Linked DNA regions of Canis lupus: region 2 is linked to region 1. A link is a contact called in public Hi-C data. All regions are on one chromosome and are shown on one strand. The core of a region is the stretch at or near the end of the contact, and the rest is flanking DNA. Distances in the headings are between cores, read along the strand shown.

Region 1 (3,513 bases), core at 716-3,215:
AGAGACTCAGGCAGAGGGAGAAGCAGGCTCCCTACAGGGAGCCTGATGTGGGACTCGACACCGGGTCTCCAGGATCAGGCCCTGGGCTGAAGGTGATGCTAAACCGCTGAGCCACCAGGGCTGCCCATACGTTTGGGCTTTTAAGGAGGCAGCACCTGCCACTGAACTGACTTTTCTCTGGGGGGGAACAGGGTGTTCCTCTCAAGCTGTGTTGGTTTAAAAACCCACTCAGGCAATGCTCAGAGGGATCTCCCCAGGCCCACTGCTGGTCTGTGATAGGTTAAGCAGAGAAATTGAAAATGCTTATAGACTTTAATAGCCATTTTACAGAGTAGCTTTATGTCTGCTAAGCTTAATAAATTGGGGATTACATTTAGTATATCTTGTTTTTAACCTTCAATTTTCCTAATTTACTATTATAGTGTTTAATCTGAAGATACAGTGGTCCAACCGTATATAAAAATAGAGCTCTGGGGGGATTCCTAGGTGGCTCAGCGCCTGCCTTCAGCCCAGGACGTGATCCTACACAGTCCCACGTCGGGCTCCTGGCATGGAGCCTGCTTCTCTCTCCTCCTGTGTCTCTGCCTCTCTCTCTCTCTCTCTCATGTCTATAATGAATAAATAAAGAAAAAAAAAAAAAAGAATGAAGCTACCAACTTCTTAAAAAAAAATAGAGCTCTGACTCACAACCTGCAGCAACCTAGCTAGAAAACCAACACCGGGCAGCCTGGGGTGGTGGTGGTGGTGGTGGTGGTGGTGGTGGTGGTGGTGGTGGTGGTGGTGGTGGTGGTGGTGGTGGTGGTAGGGGGGGTGAGGGGAGGGGGCTCAGCGGTTTAGCGCTTGCCTTTGGCTCAGGTCGTGACCCTGGAAACCTGGGTTCGAGTCCCACGTCGGGCTCCCTGCGTGGAGCCTGCTTCTCCCTCTGCCTGTGTCTCTGCCTCTCTCTCGCTCTGTCTCTGTGTCTCTCATGAATAAATAAATAAAATATTTAAAAAAATAAAGAAAACCAATGCCTATCTGTAATAACTAGCCTAGGAAGCCTGCCTGCTATGAGCCAGACTTAAAGGAAGCCAGATTGCTAGCTTTAGGAACAAGCCCAGGAAGCTAATCAATAAATGATAGTAACATTTGGCCCCAGGTGGCCAGGATTTGATTAATAACTGCCAGCTTCTCTGATTTTTGTCCCAACTTCGGACCATAGAAAGCCACACACGGCTGATGGAGGCTCGGATCACCCAGGTTGCCCCCCTCTAACTAGTCTCGCGCTCCCCCCCCCCCCCCATCAACCATCTCCACTCCTCCGCCGCCTTGGAGAAAACTCAAGGGAGGGTGGCTCTGTTGCACAGCGAGCTGTGAATAAATTCCCTTTGCATTTTTAAAAAGGATTTTATTTATTTCTTCATGAGAGACAGAGAGAGAGAGAGAGAGAGGCAGACACAGGAGGAGGGAGAAGCAGGCTCCATGCAGGGAGCCCCCTGGGGGACTCGATCCCGGGTCTCCGGGGTCACGCCCTGGGCTGAAGGCAGGCGCGGAGCCGCTGAGCCACTCAGGGCTTCCCCCTTTGCATTTTTCATGCAGCTGGTCTTCACATACCGAAAGAATTAAAAAGGAAACAAACAACCAAAGCAGGAGTCTGCCACCTGTCTGCGGAGCATCTCACCAGGCTCCCAGGTGTCCTGCAGGTGGGGAGCTCCCCGCCGCCCCGCCCTGGAGGAGAGAGCATCCCAAGCACCGGCCGCCAGGACAGCGCGCACAAGGGGACGAGGCGGCGGCGAGATTCTCCGGGCCAGAGCGGGGTGGGGGGCGGGGGGAGCTAGAGGATGGTGCCCGGGGCGCGTGCGGCGCGGAAGCGCGAGCCTCGGACCCAGGGCGCTCAGGCGCGTGGAGCTTCTGCGCATGCTCTGGAGGGCTGCCACTCTCGGCGCCGCCCCGCCCAGGGCGCTGACGTCACGTCCGGCGACGGCGGCTGCGAGGCGCTGGCCTCCCGGGCGCGGGGGTCGCCGCGGGGCGCGTCGGTGTCGTCCGCGGCCCTCGGGTCGCGCGGCTGCCCCCGGACCGCTTAGTCCCAAGCCGGGTGCGGTTTCCTCTCCTGGAGGTGAAGCGGAGTGAGGGGGCCTGGGCCCTCGGACCAGGGTGTGTTTGCATCGGGGCCGGGGGCGCATTTGCAGTGTTTCCTCCCGCAGGACCCGCATTCCGCTGTAGTGCAATCCGAGGATGGCGGCTTGTTACTTGTTTTTTGTGTTTTAAAGATTTTGTTTATTCATGAGAGACACAGGCAGAGGGAGAAGCAGGCTCCGTGCAGGGATGCCCGGCGCGGGATTCGATCCCAGGACCCCGGGGTCACGCCCTGGGCCGAAGGCGGCGCTGACCGCTGAGCCACCCGGGCTGCCCCGAGGATGGCGTTTCATCCGCCTGCAGCTGTTTGGATACTGCTTCCAAAGGAATCCCCCAACTCACGAGCGGCTTTAGTGCCTTGGAATTTTGTTTTTTCAAAAAAAAACAAAACAACAAAACAAAACAAAAAAACACATTTGGGCCCCAGAGCTCAGAACCCTTGAGAATTTCTGATTGGTAAATGATCCCTCCTCTTCCTGGAATTGAAGGGACTGCGAGCATATCTTTTTTTTTTTTTTTTTTTTTTAATTATATGCCTCTTTTTTTCTTTTTTATTTTTTTTTTGAAAAAATATTTATTATTTATTTATTTATTTATTTATTTATTTATTTATTTATTTATTTATTTGAGAGAGAGAGAGAGGCAGAGGGAGAAGCAGGCTCCACGCAGGGAGCCCGACGTGGGACTCGATCCTGGGACTCGGGGATCACGCCCTGGGTGGAAGGCGGCGCTAACCGCTGAGCCACCCGAGCTGCCCTGAACATATTTTTTCAATAAGGAAGACTGTGGCTGGCTGGAACACAACCATCCTCGGGTCACTGGAGGCTTCTCAGGATTTCTAAAACTTGGGGATTATACATATATGTGATATATGTGTGTGTATATATATATGTATTTTTTTTTTTTTTTGCATGGGTATTTTAAGTATTTCAGTCAGGCGTGCAGTACTTCCTGAAAAATCCATTACATTCATTTTATGCTTAAAAGGCCAACCTAATTTGACCTTTTCCCTGTTGACTTGCCCTCAGTCTTAGGAACATTTATGGTGAAGGAACTTGAGGCCGCTGAATTGTCTTGAGTTCTGATGCCACATTTTTTTTTTTTTTAAAGATTTTATTTATTCATGAGAGACACACAGAGAGCTGATGCCACATTTTAAGTTCGTTGTTCTGTCCCCAGCTTTGTGGCCTCGCTTGTGAACAGGCTACGCTCCTGCCCCTCTTCTGGTTTGCAGTTTGGTGCTGCTCCTCTCTGGTGGGTTCTGGATTTGGGTAATTGCATTTGATAGGACTGTGTTTGAAGGGAAACTCAACGAGAAGCATGTGGCTTTTTACTTTGATAGCTTAGTTTTTCATTTTACAAAATGCCCATTTGACGATATAGCTAAGCAAAAGAAAG
Region 2 (3,513 bases), core at 355-2,854, 140 kb before region 1:
GTATGCTAGTGAGGAGCCTGGATGCCTCTAAAGTTTTTAGCCAAATGGTGGGCTGGCAGTGCCATTTGTTGAGATGGGAGTGCCTGGGGGAGCAACAGTTTTGGGGGGAAGGTTGGAAATGAAGCATTGCTTTAGACTTGTAAGTTTGAGTTGCTGCCGGGACTCAGTTTTGTCTTCTATGAAATGGGGATGATGTTTGCTTTATACATTTGATGAGACTCAAATGTGATAGTTTTCTTTTGATATTACACAGATGTAAGGTCTATTTTTATTCACACGGAAGCTAAGGGTACAGTTCCCTTTAAAGGAACACAAACTACCTCTTGCTGGCTAGATATTGCTGCCCTGGCCAATGTAATTGGCTCTCACATGGAGCAATGATGTTGGTAACAGACCCTTCTCCATATTTATTTAACGTTTATCTAGAGCTTACTATGTGCCAGACACTATTCTAAGGCCTTTATAAAAATAACTCATCTAGTCCTTGAAAATCCTTTGTTTATGCCATTATTACCCTGACTTAACAGATATAGCTGTGGCACCAAAAAGGGGAAGTATTTTGCTTAAGGTCCCATGGCTAATAACGGCAGAGCCAAGAGTCAACCCCAGGTGCTCTGGCTCTGCTTCCAAGCCCGGTGCCCAGCTCCACATCTCCTGCTCCAGATGAACCGCTGCCATCGCTGACACATGGCCTGGCCTCTTGTGCCTAGAGGGTGCCTGGTGTCTGACACCATTGCCTGCACCCTCTGCCCTCGTAGGCGGTCCTGCCTTGCTTCTTACAAGACCTCTGCTCAAAAGAAGCCTGTCAGTACTGATGGCAATACTCCTTTTGTCTCAGACCTTCCCAGGCCGCTGGCAGCCACTCAGAGCACTCAGTGTCCTCTGTCCCTTTCTTCTAACGCCCTGAGGTCAGCCACCTCCCCCCATTGCAACACACGAGGCGCCGGCCTCATTGCCGGTTGTTACAAGTCGTTTCAAAAGCTTGCAAGTATCACGTTTTCCATTCCGGTGTCGAAGCCGACCCTGTGCCACATGGAGCTGAGAGCCGAAGGCAGGAGAGGGACATGCCAGGACCCCTGACCTCTCAAGAGACTCGGAGCTGGAAGCCGGGCCCCGTACGATTCAGCTTTGGGTCCCGGATCCCAGCACCAAGTGCGCACAAAGTGGACATTCAGTGAATATTTATTTACTTAGCAAATGTTTATTGAGTGCTTACTACTTACATGTCAGTGCGATCGGTGCCCAGGAAATGCGCGCAGGCGGGTGCCCGGCAGGCTTCAGCGGGGGGGGGGGGGGGGGGGGGGCTCCCTCCAAAGGAGCAGAGGGTGCGGGGGGGGGGGGGGGGGGGGGGGGGGAGGAAGCGGCGAAAGAAGCCGAAGCCAGAGGTCAAGGGACTGGCGGAGCTTCTGGCCGGGGCGTCCTCTCCATCTCGAAACCCAGGCGTGGACAGGCGTGCCGCAGCCCCCCGGGACCCCTCCCGTAGCGTCCACTGGGCCGCTGGCCTCACGGGGAGGGCAGAGCTCGGTAGCAAGGCTGGGCGCAGGGCGGGAGGGGTGGCGCGGGCCTGGAGCGAGCTCTCTCGGAGGGGGGCCTCCCCAGCCCAGCGCCCGGACTCCGCGTCGTAGCCTGGATGGCGGCGTCGGTGCGCGGCTCACCTCCTGCGTGACCTTGTGCGAGCCACTTACCCTCCCCTGGGCTCGATGACATTGTCAGTTAAATGGGTTTCCGATCACCTTAAGGTTGGTGCAAGGATTGAGAGGGGATGCCCGGAAAGCTTCCTTGGGGTGGTTCTGGGCGCGCAGGAAAGGCTCCCGCTCGGGGGCGCACACCTCGCTGGGACCCCCCCACCCCCACCCCCGGGTCCTCCCGGCCGGGTCGCCCGCCCGCCCCTTTCCCGGGGACTGACGACTGGCCCGGGCCGCGTGGGGCGCGGCGTGGGAAGCGGCGGCGAGCGGAGGAGGAGGCGAGGGCGAAGAAAGGGAAGGCGCCGAGGGGCGGCCGGCGCGCGGGGCGGGGCCGGGGGGCGGGGGGGGCCGGGGGCCGGGGGCGGGCGGGTTCCTGCGCCCCGCGCTGCGCGCACCCGGAGCCCCGGCGGCGGGGCGGGGGCGGGGGCGGGGGCGGGGGCGGCGCGCGGCGGCCAATGGCGCGCGGCGCTGCGGCGGGGGCGGGGCGGGGGCGGGGCGGCGACACCCGGCTGCTGACAGCCCAAGTCCCCAACTCCGCCCTCGTCCCCGCCGGAGCCCGAGCCCGAGCCCGAGCCCGAGCCCGAGCCCGAGCCGGCCTGGGGCCGAGGCCGCCCGAGCCGCGCCGCGCCGCGCCGCGAGCGGACATGGCAGCAGAATGAGGCCGGCGCCGGGTCGTGGCCGCCGGCGCCGCGCTGCAGCTCGAGACCCGCGTCCCGGCGCCCCGCGGACCGCGCGCGTAGCCGGCCTCCCGCTGGCCGCCCGCTTCTTGCGCTCCGAGCCCCGGGCGCGCGCGCGGCAGTCGGGGGACCCGGCGGGGCGGACCACTCGGGCGTGCGACTGTCCGGCTGCGGGAAGCCGCGGGAGGCGGCGGGCCCCGGGCTGCGGCGGCGCGGGCGCGGGCGCGGGCGCGGGCGCGGGCATGAGCCGGCCATGGGGCGGCCTCGGCGGGGCTCGCGGAGCCGGCCGGCGCTGCGGCGGGGCCGCTGCCTGAGCCGGGGCCCCGGGGGGGTCCCTGCCGCCGCCCCCGGGAGGGACGAGGGCCCCGCGTGGCGGACACTGCAGCAGACGCCGCGCTGAGGCTGCCCGAGCTGCTCCGCCTGCGGCTGGGGCGCGCTCGGCAGCCGGGCGCCTTGGCCGGGCCCTGGGTGGCGGGCGCCCCGCGGCGAGCGCCGGGTGCAGGAGCGGCCCGAGGGGCGTGTGTGTGTGTGTGTGTGTGTGAGTGTGTGCGCGCGCGCGAGCGTGTGCGACCGGGGAGCTGAGCCCGAGCAGGACCCGTGGCCGGAGCAGCCATGCTTCCCGGGGTGGGCGTGTTCGGCACCAGCCTCACGGCCCGTGTCATCATCCCGCTGCTCAAAGACGAGGGCTTCGCGGTGAAGGCGCTGTGGGGCCGCACGCAGGAGGAAGCGGAGGAGCTGGCCAAGGAGATGAGCGTCCCCTTCTACACCAGCCGCATTGACGAGGTGCTGCTGCACCAGGACGTGGACCTGGTGTGCATCAACCTGCCGCCGCCCCTCACCAGGCAGATCGCGGTCAAAACCCTGGGTGAGCGACCCCCCCCTCCCCTCCGCCCCCCGGCTTCTCCCCTCGCCTGCTGCTCTTCTGCTCTCGCCCCCTCTTCACCCCCGAGGCTCGCGGGGCCTCCGCGCCGCCCCCCCCACCCCCGCCGCCGGGCTCGCCGCTCTCCGCCGGCGCCACCTGGACGCGCCTTCCCACGTGCGTGGCGCGGGGGCCGAGGAGGCGGATCGGATGCGGGGCGCGGGGCGCGGGGCGCGGGAACTAAGCGCCCGGCGGTGCCCGGGGCCGCCCGCTGCGTGCGCGCCTGCGAGTG

Evidence for each region. A called contact is a pair of places that touch in the nucleus more often than the background predicts.
Region 2: a Hi-C map of skin fibroblasts shows a contact between it and region 1, with 3 times the contacts expected there. The contact joins the promoter of GFOD1 here to the promoter of TBC1D7 in region 1. A contact is called at or near these places in 2 of 9 Hi-C or Micro-C datasets (amygdala and skin fibroblasts).

Annotation. Positions count from the first base shown.
Region 1 is chr35:14,089,609-14,093,121 of UU_Cfam_GSD_1.0, reverse strand. TBC1D7 (TBC1 domain family member 7) reads left to right here and starts at 1,965. Exons shown (of 9, transcript XR_005384343.1): 1 at 1,965-2,133.
Region 2 is chr35:14,226,244-14,229,756 of UU_Cfam_GSD_1.0, reverse strand. GFOD1 (glucose-fructose oxidoreductase domain-containing protein 1) reads left to right here and starts at 1,604. Exons shown (of 2, transcript XM_038584197.1): 1 at 1,604-1,739.